Regions from separate parts of the Mus musculus genome. Here regions 1, 2, 3 and 4 are each linked to region 5. Evidence: chromatin contacts called from public ChIA-PET data. All regions are on one chromosome and are shown on one strand. Each heading gives the region's core, a stretch centred on a gene start, on an enhancer-like site or on the middle of the called end of the contact. The rest is flanking DNA. Distances are from core to core; before and after follow the strand shown.

Region 1 (2,700 bases), core at 48-2,547, 560 kb after region 5:
ACACACACACATACACACACACACACACACAACCAAAAATTCTCCAAACAATTTACCTGGCACCTCGGAACTCCCTTAACCTCCCCAGATTATATATACTTCTACCTCTAAATAATAATGTTTCTTCACCCCTAGTACCAATCACACCTACACAGTTTTTATTCAAGTATATTCCCAATGTATGGGGTATAAAGATTAGAAGGGTCAAGATGGCCTGAACTTGCTTGGGGTATAGGCACAATTAAGGGGAAACTATGTCCTCTAATAAGCTTTTAAGAAGAATCTCTTATTTACTCTCATATGCCTGTGCATGTGATTAAAGCCAGATGCATTATTGGAAGGGACGTGAGCAGTATTGAAATGATCGTATAACCTGATCTATCAATTGAAATAAAGGATCATTCACATTAGTAACCAGCGCCTCCTTTTTCTTGACCGGTGAAGAGACCCAGGCTGTAGCCTGAGGTACTTGGTACTTTTGCTCGCGTTGCCTGCTGTCATTCTGTAACTTTGCACTATAGCATTGCTTCAAATAAAACTATTTTGCTTTTGCATATTTGGATAAGAGGCCAAAAACCTGGAAGCATGCAACTTAGATCATAAGCACCGACAGCTTTGCTAAAAGATAAGAAGAAAGTTTTAAATGGGCGCTTTAGATTATCAGTCGCGTTACAGAGTGGGGAAAATACATCAGGAAAGGCAAGAAAGGATGAGAGAGAAGAGATGGCAGGACTTAGTGGCCCACTGAAGGTAGTGACTGAGAGGTTTGAGGAGAAGGAAACGCAGGTTCCCGGTTTCTGACTTCACTGTTTGGGGACAAACTGAAATATGGCATGGGGGTTGTATCTAATCTCCACATCACTCCAATTAGTCCGAAAGAATATCCTGCAGGGACCTTTCTTTTCGATCTTTGTATTACCAGCGTTCAAAGACGAGCAATTAATACGCTCAAGATATTAAACAGCAACTCTGAGCCAATAAGAGCTATAGCCGACTCGAGAAAGCGTACAGACATTTTTTTTTTTTTTTTTTTTTTGGTTTTGGTTTTGGGTTTTGGTTTTGCCTACTGTTGCAAGAAAAGGAGTTAGATCCACGAATCGCAGCTTCAGACCTGCTTTCGGTCCATTGTACAACTAGGAAGCTGACAATAAAGTTTATTTGAGCGTCGACGTGCACCGACGTGGCCCCGCCTCCTAAGCAGCAGCGATGATTGGCCAGCGCTTGCGGGCTGCGGGCGTTCCTAAGCCGCGATTGGCTCCGTCCGCCGTCCGTCGGAGCGTCGGTCACCGCCCCGCCCCTTCGCCGCGTCGCCGGTGCCTGCGCTGCCCGCCTCACCTCGCTTCTCCTGTCCCGGCGGAGGCCCGGGCGGCCAGCGCGAGCAGCGGGGACCATGTTCCGACGCAAGCTCACGGCCCTGGATTACCACAACCCCTCAGGCTTCAACTGCAAAGGTGGGTGGCGGCCGCGGGGTTCGGCGACGGCGCCTCCCCAGCCCGCCCGGACCCGGACCCAGACCCGGCAGCCGCTGCCCTGAGGCGCTCGGCAGGCTTCCCGGCCCCCGGGCGGCTCGGCGGGCACCTGCGGGGTAGGGGAGGGGACCGGGGATGCCCTTCGGGGCGCGCAGAAAGTTCGTGGCCGGCTGCCAGGGAAGTGGAACCGTTCAGAAAAAAAGATATTCCAGTCCTGCGGGCCAGTGGGAAACTGAGAGTGAGGCGGGGACCAGGGCCTCATTCCGCTGTGCAGGACGCACCGGTAGAAGCGGGGTGGCAGCGTTTGGTCTCCAGAAGCATATCAGGGTCAGTCCTGGTTTTTACTTGGCTTTTACTTGGCTCAAGATTGCTGGGTGGCGGTAGAGCCGAAATTGGGGGTTGAGACCTCAGTTTTCTGACGAGTAAAATGAGGATCTTTCCTGAGGGTTTTGGGTTTTGGTGTTTGGAGGGGTTGGATCTAAGGAAGCAGGTGCGTCCCGGTAACTGTACACTGTCCCCTAGCTTTCAGTTTTTAATATTTGTATTCAGGGTGCTTTAATCGTTTATTTCTAGTTTATTTTATTCTATTGGCTTGCTTCAAAGTTTTTACCTGCCCAATGCCCCTTAAACTCTAAAGGAACCAGAGTTCTAATAAAACATAGGAAACACTGTGCCCTGCATGTTTAATTCATTCAATACTCAAAACATCCCCACGAAGTAAGTCCCGTTTTCCTCATCTTGTATCTGAAGAATCTGAAGCTTAGAAAGTGTATCCGGTTTTCTGAGGCTCATCCAGAATTTGAGTCTATTGCAGTGAGCCAGGTATCTATGGCTCTGCAGTCTGAACTTTGAGCTCTTGCTGACTTCCCTCGGGGTCAGTTAATGTAGTGTTTGCAGGTTAGAAAGCCACCAAGGATCACAAAGGCTTTTAGTGACTTGATATATGATGTTTCGTTGCAGATGAAACAGAATTTAGAAACTTTATCGTTTGGCTTGAAGACCAGAAAATCAGACACTACAAGATTGAAGACAGAGGTAACTTGAGAAACATCCACAGCAGTGACTGGCCCAAGTTCTTTGAAAAGGTAATGAATCAGGAAGTAGAAGGAAGCACAGAGAACTTTTGTAAACGTTGTATGTTGAGTTGAAAATTCCTATGTTCTTTTAAGATATAATAGTGATCAGTGTGAGTAAAGCTAACTCCATGGATTCAAACTCTGTTGTTTTGATT
Region 2 (2,700 bases), core at 55-2,554, 650 kb before region 5:
CTCAATTAGAGCATTATTCATATAAATGTACTTTATTGTTTTAAACAGAACAAAAGAAGAGGCAGAAACATTTACATATAAGTCCTAGCTTATAAACATAGTTTTTAGTGGTGGCATCTCTAACACGTCATTCAGGGACTGTTTCCTTTTGCCTCCTTGTACTGTAAGCACTGACACTAGAAAGCACATCTGGTGGACATGTGTCTCCAGAACTGAAGGAACTTGGAGAATAAACATGATTCTTCTTAGTTCCTCTAAGAAATCTTTAGTAAGACAAAAAATGATCTTTGGCATAGATTCATACTTTAAAGGCATTGATATGCATTTATATCAGGTAAGCAACTATACAGATCTGCTGAGAGCTTTGAAAAGAATCTTTTATCAGCAAAAAGAAATAGGGGGAGCCTGAGTATTCAGGGTCAACTTAAGATTTACAAGTTCAGTGTTGGGATTGGACATACTAGATGTGGGAAGAACATCCAGGAAGAAGGCCTCACTCCTGTATTCGTCTGGTTCCTGATTTCTGAAAGAAGCATTTGTATACTGGGAAATGCTTATACAGCCAGGATAAATGCAAAAAAAAAGGAAAGTCACTTTTACACTAACTTTGCCCAATAGGAAACATGCCTTTCTGATAAATAGATACCATACTCATTATTCTTGAATACTTCGTATTTATGGAAGGATGAAAAATGCTTGGTTGTAGTTGATTAAAAGCAACTGGGAACTATAATAGTTCCTACTGATTTTTCCCTAGAAGCACCAGAAGTATAATCTGCAAATGCTAGTCTCCCAGACAAGATTGCCTTTCCATTCAAGTCTCTTAAGGAGCAAGCCCTAATTCTTAAGTCTCAATTTTGAATGAACCTTTCAAAGTTACAAGCAAAGTCAAGTGTGGTGGTAGGAGCTAACAGGCTGACACAGGTAGATCACTTGAATCCATAAGTTCAAGACTAGCCTGGACAACATAAAGAGACCCAGTCTCAAAATTTAAAAAAAAGAAAAAAGTGGGGGATGGAGGGATTACAGACAAACACATACCTATGTATCTTTAAAGTCTTGTTTAAAGAAGCATACAGAAGAAGACTGCCAAAGCCTAGGATGATTTGGTTAAAAGTAAATGCAGCACTTCAGCTCAGAAATTAAAGAAAATAAGGGCGAAGAATGAATGCCAAGGCCTCAGCACAGACATCTACTGGCAGTGACAAAGCATAGAAAATCTGGGAGTGGCCCCACTGGGAGGATGGGCAGGATAACACCCCAGTGACTCTGTTCCTCTAGTGACAGAGCACCAGTGTGTTTACAGGATGGTTACCTTGGCAACCAAACAAGGCAGGATGTGAGACAGGAAGTTTCCATAACACATACTAGTTAGTGGCATGGTAAAAACAGAAATAATGATTTCCTCACAACAGTGAAAGTTGGTTTCCCATTGTGAGGAACTAGGGTTACACTGGGAGAAAGCAGGAAATGAATCCAGGCCGCACAAGCTAGAACTCTCCAGAGACCACTTTTTCCTGCAGCAATGATGCACAGCCCAGAGAAGGTAGGCAGGGTCAGCAGCAGGGGGGGAAACCCAAAATAACTTTGGAAGCACAGTTATTTAGACTTGCCTCAGCTCTAGGTCTTGAGAGCCTATAGTGGGGAAAGGGAGTTGGTGAACCGTAAACACAGAAATGACCCCCGGGGCAGAGCAGGGCTTCCGGCTAGTGTTCACGCTTATTCTGAGCTGCTGTAAAATCCATGGGAGAGAGTGCGCATAGTAACTGAAAGTACAGGGTTTATAGAGAGACACATTTCAAAGTGCCCATGACAAGAGTATAAATGTTCCTTTCTGGTGTGTGAAGCCAGGGATTGATGTTTCCATTCCTGACAACTCTGAATGGCTTCTGGAACTCAAGATGGTTCTCTTCTCTTTAGCAGAGGTGTATGTACCAGCCAGATTTGACGAGGTGCCTACTGGTACCAGGGAGTCTTTCTGACCCAGCGCAGAGTAAAGCCAGCATCTGTTCGGATTTTGATTGAAGCAGCTTCAGCCTCTCGCACAGTCTCCTTCACAGACTGCATGAGGTTCTGGGCATTATGAACCAGCATCTCTGTGGCCTGCAATAGGAGAGCCCTGTTACTATAGCCCCTAACGCAGCACTCGCTGCCAGGAGTGGGCTGCAGTTAAGCCCTATACCCGATCCCCCTGCTCCACCAGTAGTTTAACTACATAAACAGCAATGTTTATACAATTTGGCTTGTATATCAATGACTGCACTGTGTCTTTGTATGGCTGACAGCATGCACTGGTTTTGAAAGGTGGTGTTCTTTTAGGACTCCTGCTATGTCCTCTACCTGTAACACTTTTCTTCCAAGTATGCCAGACTCCCCCTCCAGTGTCCAAGCATTCTTTACTTGAAGATATTTTTCTTCATAAAATCCATCATAAATTTATGCTATATATTATACCTAGATTGCTTGGGGGTGGGAGTTTTTTTCTTAGTTGGCATTTGCTTTTGGTGTTTGGGGGAGGGGGTAGTTTAGTTTAATTTATCTGTCTGTATTCTTTAAGCTCCATAGGGCAGAGATTTTTGTTAGTTTTTTCACTGCTCTCCACTATTTAGTACAGGATGCATTTCAAAAGCAATGAATGAAAATAATCAAGCTAATCGACCCTTAAAAATGGTACATTATTTTTCAAAACACCAAACTAGA
Region 3 (2,700 bases), core at 57-2,556, 670 kb before region 5:
TGAGCCATCTCACTGACCCAGATAATCTAAAATTTAAAATAAAACATCCTCAGTTTTTTGGTTGTTTTTTTTTTAATGTTTTACGTTTGTGGTATTAGACATGCACAATAACCTTCTAAGAATAATAGGCACTAAATAAACCCACTAAAAGGGACCTGCTCAGACCCATTCCACCAAGAACATGATTTGGGACCCCCCAACTTTCCTTTTCAGTTGTGAATCAATTCTCCTTTTGAACATGGAAAAAATATGTTGAAATAAATGGAATTTGCCTTGTATAATCAGTAACAGGCCCACGGTTTTAAATCAGTTTGATGCGTCTATTTTTAGGTAGCAAAATCACTGCCTTCCAATGAGCACTTCAAAGTCATCAGACACTGAGCGCGCTGGACTTTATACTTATTAGGAAGAAATTTTTTTTAAAAAAACGAACGGCTTTTTGTAAATGAAAGTTGCAACATCAATTGTGCGTCAGGTGTTGGGAGAGAGAGCTCTCCGCTCCTGCCAAATATGCAAAGGGGAAAAAAAGAAAAACAAACAAAAACTTTCCTAACCTAAGCCTGAGGTTGCTTGGGGGTCCCATGAAGGGGGTCTCCAAAGATGATTTCAGAAAGCTGACGGAAAACTCAAAACGCTCTTCTGCAACGCCTTCTGAAGAATTCCAAGAATGTTATCTTTTACCAGGGTCCAGGAGGCGCCGGGCGCCTTCCCGCTAAATACCCTAGGAAAGGATGCAGCTCCAGATAGGTCCTTTGGGGTCGCGCTAGCGCGGCCCGCGAAGACAAGCACGTGGCGCCAGAGGAAGGCTCGGCCCCCGGGCCAGCAGCTCTGATTGGTCAGTGGCTGCCAGGGCCGAGAATGCACCTGAGCAGAGTCCAGAACAAGAGGGCACTGAGGGGAACAGCAGCTACGCGGGCAACTCCCCGAGCTGCAGGTCCAGCGCGTTGGCCCCACGAACGCAGCCACCAACCAGCTGCGCCAGCCCACGTGGGCCTTGGCTCACTGCGAGTGCCATCTCCCTCCTCCCCCACGTAGGGCAGCTCTCACCTCAGCGCTTGTGGCGCTTCCACCTTGAGCTTTTTGGGCTTGGGCTCGTCCGCAGCTGCCATCTTCACACTCTCACCGTAGTTTGGCTCTGCCGCGCGTCCCGCCCCTCAGTCCGGTGGCCCCGCCCCTCAGCTCGTCACCGCCCCCTTTCCACTAAGCCCCGCCTCTCCAAGCTCCGCCCAATCCGTGACTCTAGTCCATAACCATTGGCTCTACGCGCTTCCCTACAGGACCTCGATTACTACGGTAAGGGACCCCAAACGGAGTTAGGCTGCGGGTGAGCGCCTGCGCTCAGGGAGTGCCAACCTCCCCGTTCCTTCAGCCCCTGAGTAATGTGGAAGAGTCAGATCTTCAACCTCTGTAGACACCGAGCCTCTCACTGAACGCCGTTCCGCTCGTTGTGTCTATCTAGTCCAGCCGACCTCCTTGGTGCCTCTGCGGCTGCTAGTCAGGCAATCTGCTGGGCACTCCGAGCGCGGGGTCCTCGCGGCATTCTCTGCTGCTTCAGCTGCGGTGCAGAGAGGACCCGGCACCGAATCACTGAGTCGCCCAGGTGTCGGGGTGAGTGTGAGGGCGGGGAGTCTCCGGGCTGGAGACCTCTCCAAAGCCGGGGAGTAGACCGCATAGCTCCGGCTCGGGACTCTAGCCTGGGCTCCAGGAGCGTCCCCGCTGCTGTGCACCGGGGCCGCGCCTGCCCGGCACGTCCGGGCTTTCTAGCCAGCTGGGCCGGAAGGGAGCGGTGCACCTGCCACGTAGGGTTCTCGGACCCTGGACCCCAGGCACGGGAAATGTCATCTATAGTGAGGTGCAGTACCGACGACTTGAATTTGTAGGACCCCAGGTTTGGCCTTGGAGGGCAAGTCCCCTGAAGAAGCTAAGAACGCTCTCTTTATAGGGTGGCGCCTGCGTGAGCTGGCCTGGGATGGGGAAACAGTGAGTAGGGTGTTGCAGCTTCTCAGGAGACAGGTGACAGGGCTGTAAACTAAGAAGGTGGCCTGGAGAATGGAAACATAATGAGGGGTGGGCTGATTGGATGCAGTGGATTTGTTTGATATTGAAGCTTTAACTTCCTAGTTGAGAAGTTGAGTCACTGTAAAAATCCGGCGTTCTCGCGGGGAAAGAATTTTTTTTTTTTTTTTTTGGTGGCATTTGGGATTTTGACTTGAAAACACATTACACAGAAGAAAAGGAATTTTCTGCAGGCAAATATATAAATCCTTCCTCTGTATTGAAAGAAGAAAACGTGCCCCCCTTTTGAGAGAGTCCCACTGCTATTATCGTCTGTTTCTCAGTGTCTTCCTGGTTTTTAAACATTTTTTTTTTACATTTATTTGTTTGTTGTATGTGTGTTGCATGCCACAATATACATGTAGAATTCAGAGACCAACTTCTGGGCCACAATTCTCTCCTTCCACCATGAGGGTCTTAGTGCTCAAACTCAGGTCCTTAGGCTTGCTAGCAGACACCTTTTTTGATGAGCCATCTCAGTCTCCTTATCTTTGTTTTACCTACTTGCTGCTTTTAGCTAAGAACCACACTGCTATGCCGTTGCCAACATCCTACTGAGTTATCACTAAAATTACTTTAACCAACATCACCCATCACATCAAATATGACAATCATATATTCTCGGTATAGATTTAAAAAAAAAAG
Region 4 (2,700 bases), core at 87-2,586, 730 kb before region 5:
TCTCTCTCTCTCTCTCTCTCTCTCTCTCTCTCTCTCTTCCCCCCTTCTCTTTTCTGCTGCCACCTTGCCCCTCTTACACGTGGAACTGTTTTGGCCTGGTGTGCTATGTTCCAACTCGAGCCACTATTCTAACATATCACCTCCTGCCTTGGTCTCACAAGTGAACTAGGCATGCTGAGCCACACCCATCTCTTCAAGTCTGTTAACATTATAGTCAACTGTGGGATGAATTCACCTTTCATAGAGGTGGACCATTAGGAGGGGACAGGACAAAGTGAACGGAAGGTTACTTAATAAGCAGAATGACAGAAGGGGCAGGACTGGAGGCAGGCAACCTTGGGTCCTACTGTTAACACCTCAGGAGGGAATCATCAAGGAATAAAGAACGAGTAGAGTCAGAGTTGGAGACATTCTGGATATTCAAGACATTTTATTCACTAAAAAGCATACTGAGTCAGGTATGCTAGTGAACACCTTTAACCTCAGCTCAGGGAGGGTGGTTGAGTTTAAGGAGAATCGGGCCTATTTACCAAGTTCCAGTCCTGCCAGGGACATACCCTGAGACCCAATCACCAAACATAAGTAAGAAAGCCTAAAAACAAAAGTATACTGAGCGCGTAAAGGTACAAAGACAGAGGGAACTTTACCTTTGGCTGGCTCCTGAGATGAGATGGAAGGAAACAAAATTACAGGACAACCTAGCTCTTCTAATGTAAAATCTGGCCAGAAACCAGATCAGGGAGGTCAAGAAACCTTCTGGGCTGGCTGTGGGGCAGCGTGCCTTTATCAGACTGTGGAGGCACACGTTTGTGGGTTCCAGGTCAGCCAGGGGCACACTGTGAGACCCTATCTCAAAACACAAAATTTTCAGGAACATCTCTGAATCTTTCTGTTTACTTTGTTTTGAAGACACAAGCTCCACTGTGTAGCTCTAGCCATCCTCGAATTCATTTGTAGATCAAGCTGGCCTTGAACTCACAGATCCACCTGCCTCTCTGCTTCCTGAGTGCAGGGATCAATGGGGTGTGCCACTATCACCAGCTTAAGAATCTTAAAACTAAAAAAAAAAAAAAAAAAAGGAAAGAAAGAAAGAAAGAAAAGAAAAAGAAGAAAAAAGAAATTACAAACCCTAAAGGAATTGGAATCACTAAGACACCCTAACAGGCCAAATATCAATAATGAAACTAGTTAGACAACTGACACATTTCCTTAGAGATGATGAGAGAGCAAAGCAGGAGAGGTTTACAATTGCTCTCAAGGCAGGAATGACTCACAGTGCCCTTGAGAAGCCATGCCTGGGAGGCTTCTATGGAAGGAGAAAACACCACTTCAAAGTGGTCGCCACAGACAGGAACATAAAGCTATATACCACTAGGTATTCTATTTCACAAGTGTTTTGCCAACCTGTATTCAAACTGAAAGCTCGTGATCAGAAAATAAAGATCAAAGTTCCTTCACCAAAAGAGCAACCCCCGGGTTCAGATGTTTTCACAGCACACATATTGAGCAATGACTAGCGTTAGGTAAAATGGCAAAGGCAGAGGGCACAGTGAGGTAGGTAGGGGTGGGGAGGTGCTTCCCTCGCATGTGGGAGGCACCGGATGGGATCCCTGGCACCAAGGCAGAAACGTTCTTGTTAATTATGATTGTCATACCTCAGGAGAGTCGTTAGTAAAATTAAAAGTATGGTACTTAACACTGTTTTTATCTGAAAATAGGCAGAAATGTGAGGAATATTTTCATTATAATAATGAAAATGGGAAGGTTTAAATTAGGCATTAAACAGTGCCTGATGCATAACTTAATTAATAGTTTTTACACCATTAAATATATGCAGGCCAGGGAGAAGGCTCGGGGGATAATGCACATGGTGCTGAAACTTGAGGACATGAGTAGATGTACACAACCCGCCCAAGGGTCAAGTGCATGCGGTGACCCATCTGCAACCCAACATGCACCACGCCCTGATTTATAAAGTTCTGAGAACCAGGCGTAGGGCCTCAAACACACTACACAAGTACTCTACCCACTGAGGCAAATCCCCAACCCATTTGTTTGCTCTGCAACTGACTCAGAAAGAACATGTGATACAGAGGACAATCACATTAGAAAGTTTGTCTGAGTAGTTTTTTAAAAGAAACACTCTCTTATTGTCACTAAATTCTCAACTATAATTACCTCTAGAGCTGCACTAGCCATTCGTCACCATGAAGGGTCCCAGCCTATAACAGAACACCAGGGATGAGAAACTCCAAACCATCCACACCGAAGACTGTGAGGCACTTGCAAGCAAAAGCTTCGTAAGAGTACTATATAACTCAAGACTTTTTAAACCTGAAAGATATGTTTTCACAGTATATTTTCATGATGGTTCCCCTCCCCCAATCTCTCCCAGATCCTCCTCCCCACCTCGACCTCCCAACACAAAAACAGAAAAATAAAAAGCAAAAGAATAATAGGACAAAAAAAAAAAAAGTACCAAAATAAAACAAAAGTCTACAAAAATACTACAGAGTTTATTTTGTGTTGGCTAAACACTCCTGGGCATAGGGCCTGCTGTGTAATGCAGTTGACACACCCAGTGACACTCCATAGGAGAGCTGCTTTCCCCTTTGTATCAAGTGTAAACAGCTTCTTGGTTATGGGTGAGAGCCTCTGTCCACACCCCTCATTGCCAGGACCCCATCTGTGTAGGCCTTG
Region 5 (2,700 bases), core at 89-2,588:
ATTTCTTCGCATGAGTAATCAAGGTGAACTACTGTTTTAGAGTGGACTATAAATTCAATGGCTGCTATCTTTTCATTTTTATTTTATTGTAATAAACATGTTGACTGCATGTATCACCAGGAAGTTACATTGTGAGCTGCCATGTGGGTGCTGAGAATCGAAAACACAATTTTTTAACCATTTAGCTAGCTCTAACCCCAAATGTCTTAACCACTGAGCTAGCTCTCTAACCCCAACTGTTTTTAAAATTACTTCCTCTTTGTGCCTATGAGCAGTGTGAGTGTGTGCCCACACGAGTGCACATGGCAGGGTCCCACCTTTGGTGTGGTTCTCAGGAGCTGCCCACCTTGTTTTGGCAACAGGGTTTCTCACTGAGATCTGGGGTTTATCTATTAGGCTAGGCTGCCCAAGCATTGCAGGCAACCACAGAAGCTTTAGAGAGGCAAGAAAGGTTCGCTAAAGCTTACAGAGAGCTCCCAGTTTCTGTTACTGTAAGAGTGATACATTTCTGTTGTTTTGGCTGCCCACGTTGTGGTCATTTGTTGTGGGAACCCTGTAAAACATAGAAATACAAGCTCCCACCACTGTTAGTAGATGGTCCAAGGGTCAGGTTGGGTACATGAGCTACAGATGTTGCCATTCTGCAAACTGGAGCAGGACACAGAATCCCTGGCTAAGCACTCGGTGTGAGCTCAATCATTTCCCTGTGCTTGGCAAGCCCTCTTGCCACAAAGCAGATGAGGTAGGAACCACGTACTGACCTACAGGTGTGCAAGGTCACATGGCCCCAGTCCTCAGGAATTTTTCAAGTACTTCCTTAAAAGTAAAAGGGCTTGTAAGTGCACGACAATTGAGAAGGCAAGCGTCAGCATTTAACACAGCCATCAGAAAGAGGGTCAACTCAGCTCACACTCCGAGTCCTCCACCTGACCCCACTTTACTGTGTAAAGTGTACAGGAGCAGGGAGGACAGCACAGGCAGGTAGAGCAGGGGGCAGTGGTGCTTGTAGTGTGCTTATGTTCAGAGTATGCTGCTGAGATTTTTATTTTATAAGTAGGGCATTTTACCACCAAAAGAATGAGGCAGGGCACCACTTAGAATTTTAGGAAGATATACCTAGAATGGTATTTTATCATTAGAACATCCAACTATTTGAGTTAATCAAGCCACTAGATAAGTCCTAAGTTTGCCAAACATACCCCCCCCCTTCTTTCCCAAATTATCAAAGACAAATAGGAGCTTGAGGCAGGATTAGGAGTTCAAGAGCAGCATGGGCTGTCTGAGACACTGTGTCAACCCCTCCAAACCAGATAAACAGGAAGCACTTTACCAGAAACGACTGAGTTGTGTTGGGTCTAGAGAAGACAGGCAAAAGGAGCCTCTCTTGGGGCTGCTGGTTAGGCTCGTCTACCACTGCACTTCGGGCTCGGCTGGAGTCACCATGGGATTTCTGCAGAGGAGACGAAAGTCACAGAAACAGCTGTGTCCTGGGAGCTGCACCTGTTCCATAGTAACCCTGGCCCAACATCAGCTGCTGTGGTACCCACTCCTAAGCAGCTCCAACTTCGCTGCCATGGCCTAGAACCCGGTTTGTTTTTGTCAGAGGAGAGTGTGGTTCAAGGTAAGTCCTACAGAACTACTGCTGGTGAGAGCTCAGAGTAAGCCCGGGAAGGCGGGGTGAAAGGCTTACTGTTGGCCGCTGTGGCCCCATGGCGCTCAGGTGTTCTACTTCAACTGTTCCAATAGGTGGCAGCAGATTGTTCCGACCCAAGGTCATTGGAGAGGGAGAAGACAGTGTGTCTGCTGTCACTGGACTGAAGATCCCAGCAGCAAAACCGATATGCAAAAGTAAAGTTGTAACAACACAAAGTGATGAGAAACTTAGTAAAGTCAGTGTGCTCAGGAGGCTTGAAGCCACCCAGATTTTCAGAATAGGGGCAGCAAAGAGGGATTTTTCCCTTTCTCTCTTAAATTTCACAAATATAACTCTTCAGCTGTATCAACAGAATAATCTCATCCAGTTTTGTATTTCACCAAAACTTAAGTAAAACTCTGAGTTGGACTAAACCTGCAGACAGCACACTGTATGACTGCGTGGTCTTAGTTTTGGGCACAGCCTCAGTCTAGTCTTCTACTGAAGCCTGTTCTATGACGATTCTCACAATTACTGACACTAGCTTTACCAGGTTCCCAGAGTCTGCATTTGAAACCTACACCCGGGGTCCTCTGAGGATTTCTTCTACAGGCCATGGTGTTCCAGCGCGTGAGTGGCTTGTGCTGATCGGATGAAGGGTACGTGGTGGGGGATTGCGCCTCCTGGCAGACTGCGTTGTATATGACAAAGATGATGTACTAAGCTCCATGGCACGGTTTGGCCAATTTCGGTTTGAAAGGACGGAACTGGACCCAGGCCTCGTAAGTAGCTTGTCATCAAGATCTCTAGTGGCAAAATCAGAAACCCACAATGAAAATCACTATGTAGAAGAAGACAGGGCTCAGGGTAAAGAGCCTGAGACATTCAGGGAAGAAAAGGGCAAACTGGCTTCCAGAAGCTTACCTAAGATTCAGAGTGAGAGGCTGTTTTTAAGATGTGGGGGCTTGTTACACAGCCTAGGCCAGGCTGGAATTTGAGATCCTTCTGCTGGCCTGTCAAGTGCATGGATTGTAGTGTGTCTGTCCATGACAATGACCTGTTTTAAC

What was found. ChIA-PET counts read pairs in DNA pulled down with a chosen protein or histone mark.
Region 1: a contact with region 5 is called in an RNA polymerase II ChIA-PET map of memory CD8 T cells, with 13 read pairs. The contact joins the promoter of Rtraf here to the enhancer-like site in region 5. A contact is called at or near these places in 6 of 39 promoter capture datasets (cranial neural crest, hippocampal neurons, liver and 3 more), 1 of 484 Hi-C or Micro-C datasets (CD4 T cells), 2 of 115 datasets of contacts at active chromatin or transcription factors (memory CD8 T cells and stem cell-derived neural progenitor cells) and 3 of 9 other capture datasets (adipose tissue, embryonic stem cells and pancreatic islet).
Region 2: a contact with region 5 is called in an RNA polymerase II ChIA-PET map of memory CD8 T cells, with 19 read pairs. The contact joins two enhancer-like sites. A contact is called at or near these places in 1 of 484 Hi-C or Micro-C datasets (CD4 T cells) and 3 of 115 datasets of contacts at active chromatin or transcription factors (embryonic stem cells, large pre-B cells and memory CD8 T cells).
Region 3: a contact with region 5 is called in an RNA polymerase II ChIA-PET map of memory CD8 T cells, with 57 read pairs. The contact joins the promoter of Ap3m1 here to the enhancer-like site in region 5. A contact is called at or near these places in 1 of 39 promoter capture datasets (pre-B cells), 4 of 115 datasets of contacts at active chromatin or transcription factors (embryonic stem cells, large pre-B cells, memory CD8 T cells and 1 more) and 3 of 9 other capture datasets (adipose tissue, liver and pancreatic islet).
Region 4: a contact with region 5 is called in an RNA polymerase II ChIA-PET map of memory CD8 T cells, with 6 read pairs. The contact joins two enhancer-like sites.

Annotation. Positions count from the first base shown.
Region 1 is chr14:19,822,420-19,825,119 of GRCm38.p6, reverse strand. It overlaps Rtraf (RNA transcription, translation and transport factor), which reads left to right and starts at 1,297. Exons shown (of 8, transcript NM_026528.3): 1 at 1,297-1,451; 2 at 2,430-2,554. The coding sequence starts at 1,391.
Region 2 is chr14:21,030,990-21,033,689 of GRCm38.p6, reverse strand. Vcl (vinculin) reads right to left here. Exons shown (of 21, transcript NM_009502.5): 21 at 14-2,103. The coding sequence ends at 1,957. It also overlaps a transcript of Ap3m1 not described here. Among named protein-coding and RNA genes, the nearest start is that of Ap3m1, 20 kb to the left of the region's middle. Within about 2 kb of position 1,304, at least 204 of the 459 cell types and tissues checked have an H3K27ac peak or open chromatin away from gene starts, as enhancers often do. A contact at or near this core is called in memory CD8 T cells, where this site is marked.
Region 3 is chr14:21,051,048-21,053,747 of GRCm38.p6, reverse strand. It overlaps Ap3m1 (adaptor-related protein complex 3, mu 1 subunit), which reads left to right and starts at 1,306. Exons shown (of 9, transcript NM_018829.4): 1 at 1,306-1,608. It overlaps Adk (adenosine kinase), which reads right to left and starts at 1,174. Exons shown (of 11, transcript NM_134079.4): 1 at 1,048-1,174. The coding sequence starts at 1,109.
Region 4 is chr14:21,111,652-21,114,351 of GRCm38.p6, reverse strand. All of the region lies in intron 3 of Adk (adenosine kinase), which reads right to left. Among named protein-coding and RNA genes, the nearest start is that of Adk, 60 kb to the right of the region's middle. Within about 2 kb of position 1,336, at least 51 of the 459 cell types and tissues checked have an H3K27ac peak or open chromatin away from gene starts, as enhancers often do. A contact at or near this core is called in memory CD8 T cells, where this site is marked.
Region 5 is chr14:20,377,514-20,380,213 of GRCm38.p6, reverse strand. Fam149b (family with sequence similarity 149, member B) reads right to left here. Exons shown (of 14, transcript NM_001024512.2): 10 at 2,215-2,439; 11 at 1,691-1,814; 12 at 1,331-1,450. Among named protein-coding and RNA genes, the nearest start is that of Gm30054, 9.5 kb to the right of the region's middle. Within about 2 kb of position 1,338, at least 108 of the 459 cell types and tissues checked have an H3K27ac peak or open chromatin away from gene starts, as enhancers often do. A contact at or near this core is called in memory CD8 T cells, pre-B cells and pro-B cells, where this site is marked.